2 separate regions of the Mus musculus genome follow, and region 1 is linked to region 2. The links are chromatin contacts, called in public ChIA-PET maps. All regions are on one chromosome and are shown on one strand. The core of a region is the stretch at or near the end of the contact, and the rest is flanking DNA. Distances in the headings are between cores, read along the strand shown.

Evidence for each region. ChIA-PET counts read pairs in DNA pulled down with a chosen protein or histone mark.
Region 1: an RNA polymerase II ChIA-PET map of memory CD8 T cells shows a contact between it and region 2, with 6 read pairs. The contact joins the enhancer-like site here to the promoter of Rprd1b in region 2. A contact is called at or near these places in 3 of 39 promoter capture datasets (embryonic stem cells, neural stem cells and neutrophils), 17 of 115 datasets of contacts at active chromatin or transcription factors (the 230-238 cell line, the NIH/3T3 cell line, bone marrow-derived macrophages and 8 more) and 2 of 9 other capture datasets (adipose tissue and embryonic stem cells).

What each region holds. Positions count from the first base shown.
Region 1 is chr2:158,321,562-158,324,852 of GRCm38.p6, reverse strand. Lbp (lipopolysaccharide binding protein) reads right to left here. Exons shown (of 15, transcript NM_008489.2): 9 at 2,739-2,798; 10 at 177-344. Among named protein-coding and RNA genes, the nearest start is that of Lbp, 17 kb to the right of the region's middle. Within about 2 kb of position 1,807, at least 53 of the 459 cell types and tissues checked have an H3K27ac peak or open chromatin away from gene starts, as enhancers often do. A contact at or near this core is called in memory CD8 T cells, where this site is marked.
Region 2 is chr2:158,026,779-158,030,060 of GRCm38.p6, reverse strand. Rprd1b (regulation of nuclear pre-mRNA domain containing 1B) reads right to left here and starts at 1,564. Exons shown (of 7, transcript NM_001291134.1): 1 at 1,016-1,564. The coding sequence starts at 1,166. It overlaps Tti1 (TELO2 interacting protein 1), which reads left to right and starts at 1,627. Exons shown (of 8, transcript NM_029282.2): 1 at 1,627-1,687.

The DNA.
Region 1 (3,291 bases), core at 558-3,057, 290 kb before region 2:
GTAATAAACACCATGAGGAAAATTAGTAGAGTGCCACAATCTTAAAAATGCAAACGGTAAGGCAGATCGGTGGTAAGAGGAGTCCAGAAAGCCCCCTCTAGGGTTGTCATTTATTGGTTGAGAGCTGAGGAGAGTAAGTAAAAAAGCCCTCCTGAAGATGAGGCTCTGAGCCTTACCACGCCAAGCCGGAAGACAGGTTCCCGGGCGGAGGTGGGCAGGATCACAAAGCCTTCGATCTCCATCTGTGGGGCCAAGGACAGATTCCCAGGACTGACATTCAGAATCGGGGCAGAGACCACTGTTCCAAGGAGCTCCAATTTCATGTCGGGATACTTTTTGTATATCTGGGAGTAGAATGTGGAGATCGATCGTGTCAGAAGAAGGAAACAGGGCCACAGAGTCTAGAGCAGTGCTTTTCAACCTGTGTGGGTTGTGACCCCTTGACAAACCTCTATCTCCAAAAATATTTATATTACAATTTATAACAGCAGTGATATTAGAGTTATGAAGTAGCAACAAAAATAATTGTATGGTTGGGGGTCACTACAATATGAGCAACTGCACTGCAGGGTTGCAGCATTAAGAAGAAGATGCAGGGGCTAGAGAGATGGCTCAGAGGCTAAGGGTAATGGTTGTCCTTTCAGAGGTCCTGAGTTCAATTCCCAGCAACCACATGGTAGCTCACAACCATCTATAATGTGATCTGATGTCCTTTTCTGGCACACAAGTGTACATGCAGATACAGCATTCATATACATTAAATAAATAAATATGTGAACAACAACAAAAAGGAAATCCACTGCTCTAGAGGGGAAACATAAAGGGGACACTTTGGGGCTGGTAGTATTTCCCACAAAGCATGCAGTACCCTGTGCCTTCCTAATGGCAGAGGAACATCTACCATGCAGACACCCCACCCCCACTTTTCCCAGCCAGTAGGGAGGGGGGACCCATAGCATCTGTGCTAGTTCTCAGAAAACAGACTTAACCAGATCTCAACACTGCAAGGGGGCTCGATATCTTATTTAATTATAGTGGCTATAGAATCCAATTCAAGACTGGGGAGGGCTGAGTTGGTGGAAGACATCCTCTCATGAGCCTTTGGATCCATAACCACAGATCCATCTGTTATTGCCAGGGGAGTTTGGGAGCTGGAGGAGGTGGGATGCATGTCTGAGAGAACACAATAGGTGGTGCCTTTGTTGGGTGAGGGCAAGAAGGTGGTAAGGCAGTCGGGAGCCAGGGGACAACAAGCCTGAGTGTGACCAAGGATGCCTCAGAACTAGCTGGGACAATCTGTGACTCTGAGGAGGCACAGGGCCTGACAGTGCAGGGCTGGAACATTCAATTCCTTTCTGAAAGTTTAATTGGTTTTTAAATTGATTTATTCTACTGTATGTCTACAAGTGTCTTGCTTGCACGTATCCATACACACCACACGCATGCCTGATGCCCACAGAGGTCAGACGAGGGCGTCGCATCTCCTGGAATGGAGTTGTGGATGATTGTGAGCCACTATGTGGGTGGGAACTGAACCCATCTTCTGTTTAGAGCAACAAGTGCTCTCTGCTGAGCCATCTCTGCAGCCCAGACTTCTAAATTCTTTCTCAACGTTTTATTTCCTCTCTGCACAGTACTCTAGCCTTTTGCAAGGTGTGGTTAGAAGAGCTGAGAGAGAAGAGCTATCCGGGGGACCAACTGAAGAAACATACACAAAGGTCTGGTGGTGACAGAACTAACGCTGGTGTCACCAAAGGCTGCAAACAACCCATGTGTCCTTCTCTGGGGACTGTACCTGCACAAGGGCAGGTTGTCTTGCTGTGACCACAAAGGGAGAGGAAGCTACTCTTATAGTATGGAGGGTTTTCCACAGATAGAGAGGAGGGAGCACAAAAGAACCAGTGTGTGCAGTGTGTGTGTATGTGTGTGTGTGTGTGCACAGCTTCCTGTAGAGATTATAGAAGAGGAGGTGGTGTTGGGGGGTGGGGGTGGGGACTGGAGAGACTGCTCAGTGGTTAAAAGCATATTTGTTTCCTGCAGAGAACTTGGGTTCAATTTTCAATATGTGCATGGTGCCTCACTGTCTCTGGGATCTGACACTGTTGGGAAACTGGGGAACCTTTCCATGCAAAGTGGGTGCCAGGGGTGAGGAGGGGCCGGGAGGCTTTCCCTCCATCACTGTTTATATCTTTGGAATTGTGAGATAAGAGAACTCTTTTTCCATTCAGAAAAATGTCAGCACTGGCTATAGTGGTATATATCTGTAGTTCTACGCTCTGGATTGCAAGTTCAAGGCCAGCCTGGGCTACATAGAAGACCCTGTATTAGAAAACTGAATTGTAACTCAGGAGTAAAGAATTTTTGTAGCATATGTGTGCCCTGGGTTCCCACACTCTGCACTTCAAATATTGTAAGCGCCCCCTAAAGCAAACAGAGCAGGCCTGGCTTCTGGCAAGCCCTCTCTGGTTTAGGTGGTATTAACTAGGGTGCCCTTCCCAGCATTCCTTGGGCTCCTTAACACCAAAACTAGGGAAACCTGAGGAAGGGAAGTTTAGGCCCATGCTGCAAGCTTTGAAGGATGGCCCCCAAGTCTGCAGTTCCCAGGCCTTCCCTGGAATCTCCTCACCAGCCTCTGACTCTGTCTGGGTCAAGCAGAGAGGGCCCCACAGATTCTAGAGAGAAACTGTGGCAAACTGGCGAGCTAATGTCGTATCCATGGAGGACGGAAGGGGCTTTACCTGGGGAGTGAAGGGACGGAAGGCCTTGGTGTTCAACCGGATGCCGGAGTCATGTGGTAACTGCAGCAAGAAGATACAGGGTGCTTAGGGAGGCTTTCGTTAGAACTCTGAGGGGGGTTGTGGAGATGGACAAGTTAGTCATTTCTCATTGCTGTAACAAAATACCTGACAAAAACAACTTGAAGAAAGGTTATTTTGGTTCACAGTTCAAAAATACAGTCCATCATGGCCGGAGCTTGAGGCAGCTGGTCACCCTGCGTCCATAGTCAGGAAGCAGAGAATGGAATTGGTCCTTGGCCCATTCCCATTCAGCCGGGACCTCAGCCAACAGAATGGTGCTGCCCACAAGTGGCTGGGCTCCCACCGCAGTTAACCTACTCTGGGAAATCCCACACGGAGATGTGCAGGGCTATGTCTTCTTTAGTGACTCTAGATGCTGTCAGGTTGACAAGCAGCATGAGCCATGACATTGGAGGACGGTCAAGACTAGTTTCTTCCTATGGGTCCAGTTGCCTTGGCTACCATGTCTCCTAGAGCGTGTGAATCTCCTGGG
Region 2 (3,282 bases), core at 315-2,814:
TAAAATTCCTACTTCAAAAAAAAAAAACCCAAGAATTTAAAAAAACAAAACAAAACAAAAAACAAGCAAACAAAAAAAAAACAAAGAACCATCCAGTATGGTGGCACAAGTCACTAATCCCAGCATTTGGGAGGCAGAAACAGGCGGGTCTGAGTTCGAGGCCAGCCTGGTCTACATAGGGAGATCCAGACCTGTAAAGGCTAAAGGTTCTGTCCCAAAGCAAAAACAAAAGCAACCCGCATAAAGATAGCAGCACATAATAAAGCCACAATAACATAAACTACCATCATCTCCATTTTCTATATAAGGAATAAAGGACATAGAGGTTAAACTGTTGGGTTCAGTGACAGATAGACTTAACTTCCAGACAGTAGCCAGAAACAACTTGCATCCAACACCGGGCCTGGCAAGAAACAGGTAGCGCTCGGGGAATATCGTGAGAGTCTGAATTTAGTGGCAAGGGCAGAAGGCTACCCAATTTACCATCCTGTTCTCAAGTCTATGGATAGTAACTAACACGGAGTCAAGGCTTTGGAAGTACAGGTAAGTTTGTATCCGTTTTACAGATTAGAATACACCGGCACAAGGATATGAAGAAACGTTCCCAGGATCACTTAGCTAGAACACGTTTGCACCAGGTCTTAATGTGGGCAGTCTGACCAGAGACGGCTGGATCGTATTCCAATTGCCCAACACGGGGCTCCCAGCTCCAAACACAGCCACGATTTAAAACAAAAACAAAAACAACTGTCGTAAGGTGTGAGGGGGAAGCCTGATGAGGGAAGGAGCTGAGTAACTTCAAGTCTGGGCATTTGCGCCCTTGGAACTTCAGACGAATCTCCCATACCTTACCGGGCCTCAGTTTCCCTCTCCAAGTCATAAAATAACACCGTTTCCAACCTCAGACCCTCCATCAGAGCCCCAGGCCTGCAAAACAAGGCTTAAGAAGCCACAGGGCTGCGGGAGAGTGGATGAGGGAACACAGCCATGGGAGAGCCGGGGTGCGGGTGATCACCTTTGCGGAGCTCGCGGTGCCACACGGAGACGATGGGTCCTGCGTGCTTGCGGTGGTGGATGAGCCACAGGGAGAGGGTCTGCACGCTCTGCTGAGAGTTGCTCAGCTCTGAGAGCTTCTTTTCCAGCGCCGATTCTGAGAAGGAGGACATGGTGGCGGTGGTGGGGAGCAGCCCGGGCCGCCCGATGAGACGGGGAAAGCGACCGCACTCGGCCCAGGCCTCCGCTGACAGGCTGCAGGGCTCTCCGCCGACTGACAGACAGCTCGGGGTACCAGGTGGGGGGAGGGGACAGGTCTCCGCAGTAACAGCCGCCCGCGCCGCCGCCACAAGATGGCCACCCGACCTCTCACCCCGCCGCCACGGGGGTCAAAGGGCAAGGGCCACAGCCGGGCGCCGAGAGGCTTCGGAGCCGGAGGAAAACGATCCTTAGGAGGCGGCAGTATCCTTGGTCCCTGACTTCTAGCCGGCCAGGCCGAGGGAACAAATCCAGGTCCTCGAACACCGAAAATGCGCTTTAACCGCTCGCGCCCGCGCGCCGGCGCAGTGAGCCTCACCGGAACCCTTTTTCCCGCTCCGCAGAACCTTTCTGGCGCGGCGCGACGCACTACTTAGTCGTCATTTCCGCCTAGGGTGCAGGAGGCGGGAGAGTGAGGGAAAGACTGGAAGACGAGGTAAGAGTGGCGGGAGTGTAAGGGAGCCCAGCCGCTTAGGAGCGTCCAGAAACGAATCCTTAGGACACACTGAGGCAGGAAGCGCGGGAGCTGGGTGTGGGAAGGGCCGCGTCGCTTTGGTGGCTGGCCTAGGCCACACCTCCCTCCGTGCCTGGGCCCCTCTCCCCAGCGCTCCTCTAGTTCCTTTAAAGACACGAACTCTTGGCAGGGCTCCCCACTTTGGTTCCTGTTCTGACTTCCGAAGTGATACCCCTTTTCTCACCTGGTGGAACTGCGCCGTCTACTGACCTCTACTGAGTCTGGCCCCACACACACACAACTTTTTTTTTGGAGGGGTGTGATGGCTCCAAGTGCTTGCTATGCAAGAATGAGGATTTGTGTTCCCATCATTAAAAAGCCCAAGTTGGTGGGCCAGGTCTGTAACTTCAGTGTTCTGGGGCTGAGACAGGAAGATCGCCGGAGCTTGCTAGATGCCTGCTTAACTCCAGGTTCAGTGAAAGACTCAGTCTCAAAAGAATAAGCTGGAGAGTGATTGAGCGGGACACCTGACGTCCTCTGTGCGTGCACCCCCCCCCCAACACACATACCTACAACTCCCTGACGTTGTTGAACTTATTAGATGTGAGTCCCCTCCCAGCCTAAAAGACATTCCTATAGTTGATGCCTGGTTTTCTTAACTTCTCTGTCCCTAATATACATGCTTTGACCCTTCTTCACCTGGAGTGCATCATGATCATAGCTAGTGTAGTTGAGAAGTTTCTATGTGCTAGACACTTTTCAAAGCTATGAGGTAAGTGTTATCGTCTCACGGTTTAACAACTGAGGAAACAGGTTACAGAGGTGTGGTGATCACATAAGTTTCAAGCTCACAGAGCTAAGATCTGAATGAAGAGAGTGTATCTAAGTGTGTCCCAGCATCTGGAATCAAAGCTGAATTCATAGCTGATTGAATTAACGCACAAGTCAACACCTTATAATGATATAGGGAGGCAGAGGCAGGTGGTTCTCCTGAGGGTTCCAGGCCAGCTTGGTCTGTGCAGTAAATTCCAGACCAGCTTTTAAGACCCCACCTTACAAAAAAGCTCGGGCTTTTGAGACCTCATCTAAATAGTTGCTGAGTACTGAGTAACTCATGTTCTGAGTACCCTTTGTACTAAGTCTATGTATCCAGATGTTACTATTTTAAATGTCAGTCCTTAACAACAGTGCTCTGGCACGGGGATTGCTATCACCATTTGATAATGAGAACACATGAGATTCGAGTGAGTTACCTGTCCAGAGCTGCTTGGGCATAGCCAGGAAATGGCAAAACTAGAATTCAGTCAAGGCCTGACTCAGTCAAATCACCTGATCCCAAATTCCTCACATATTAGCCAAAGGTTCCTTCATTCAGTGAATAATTTCTGAGCATCTGTGTTTGAAGCACTGTTCTGGGAAAACAGACAAGCTGTCCCTGCCCTTGGGAACTTGCCTTCTAGAGAAGAGAAAAATGGACATGCAAGTATAAAATGAAACAAAAAAATGATTTTCATAAAAATCCAGGAAGCCAAGGGGGTAGGGAATGCATGGGCTTGAGAAAATGTAAGTTGGTCACA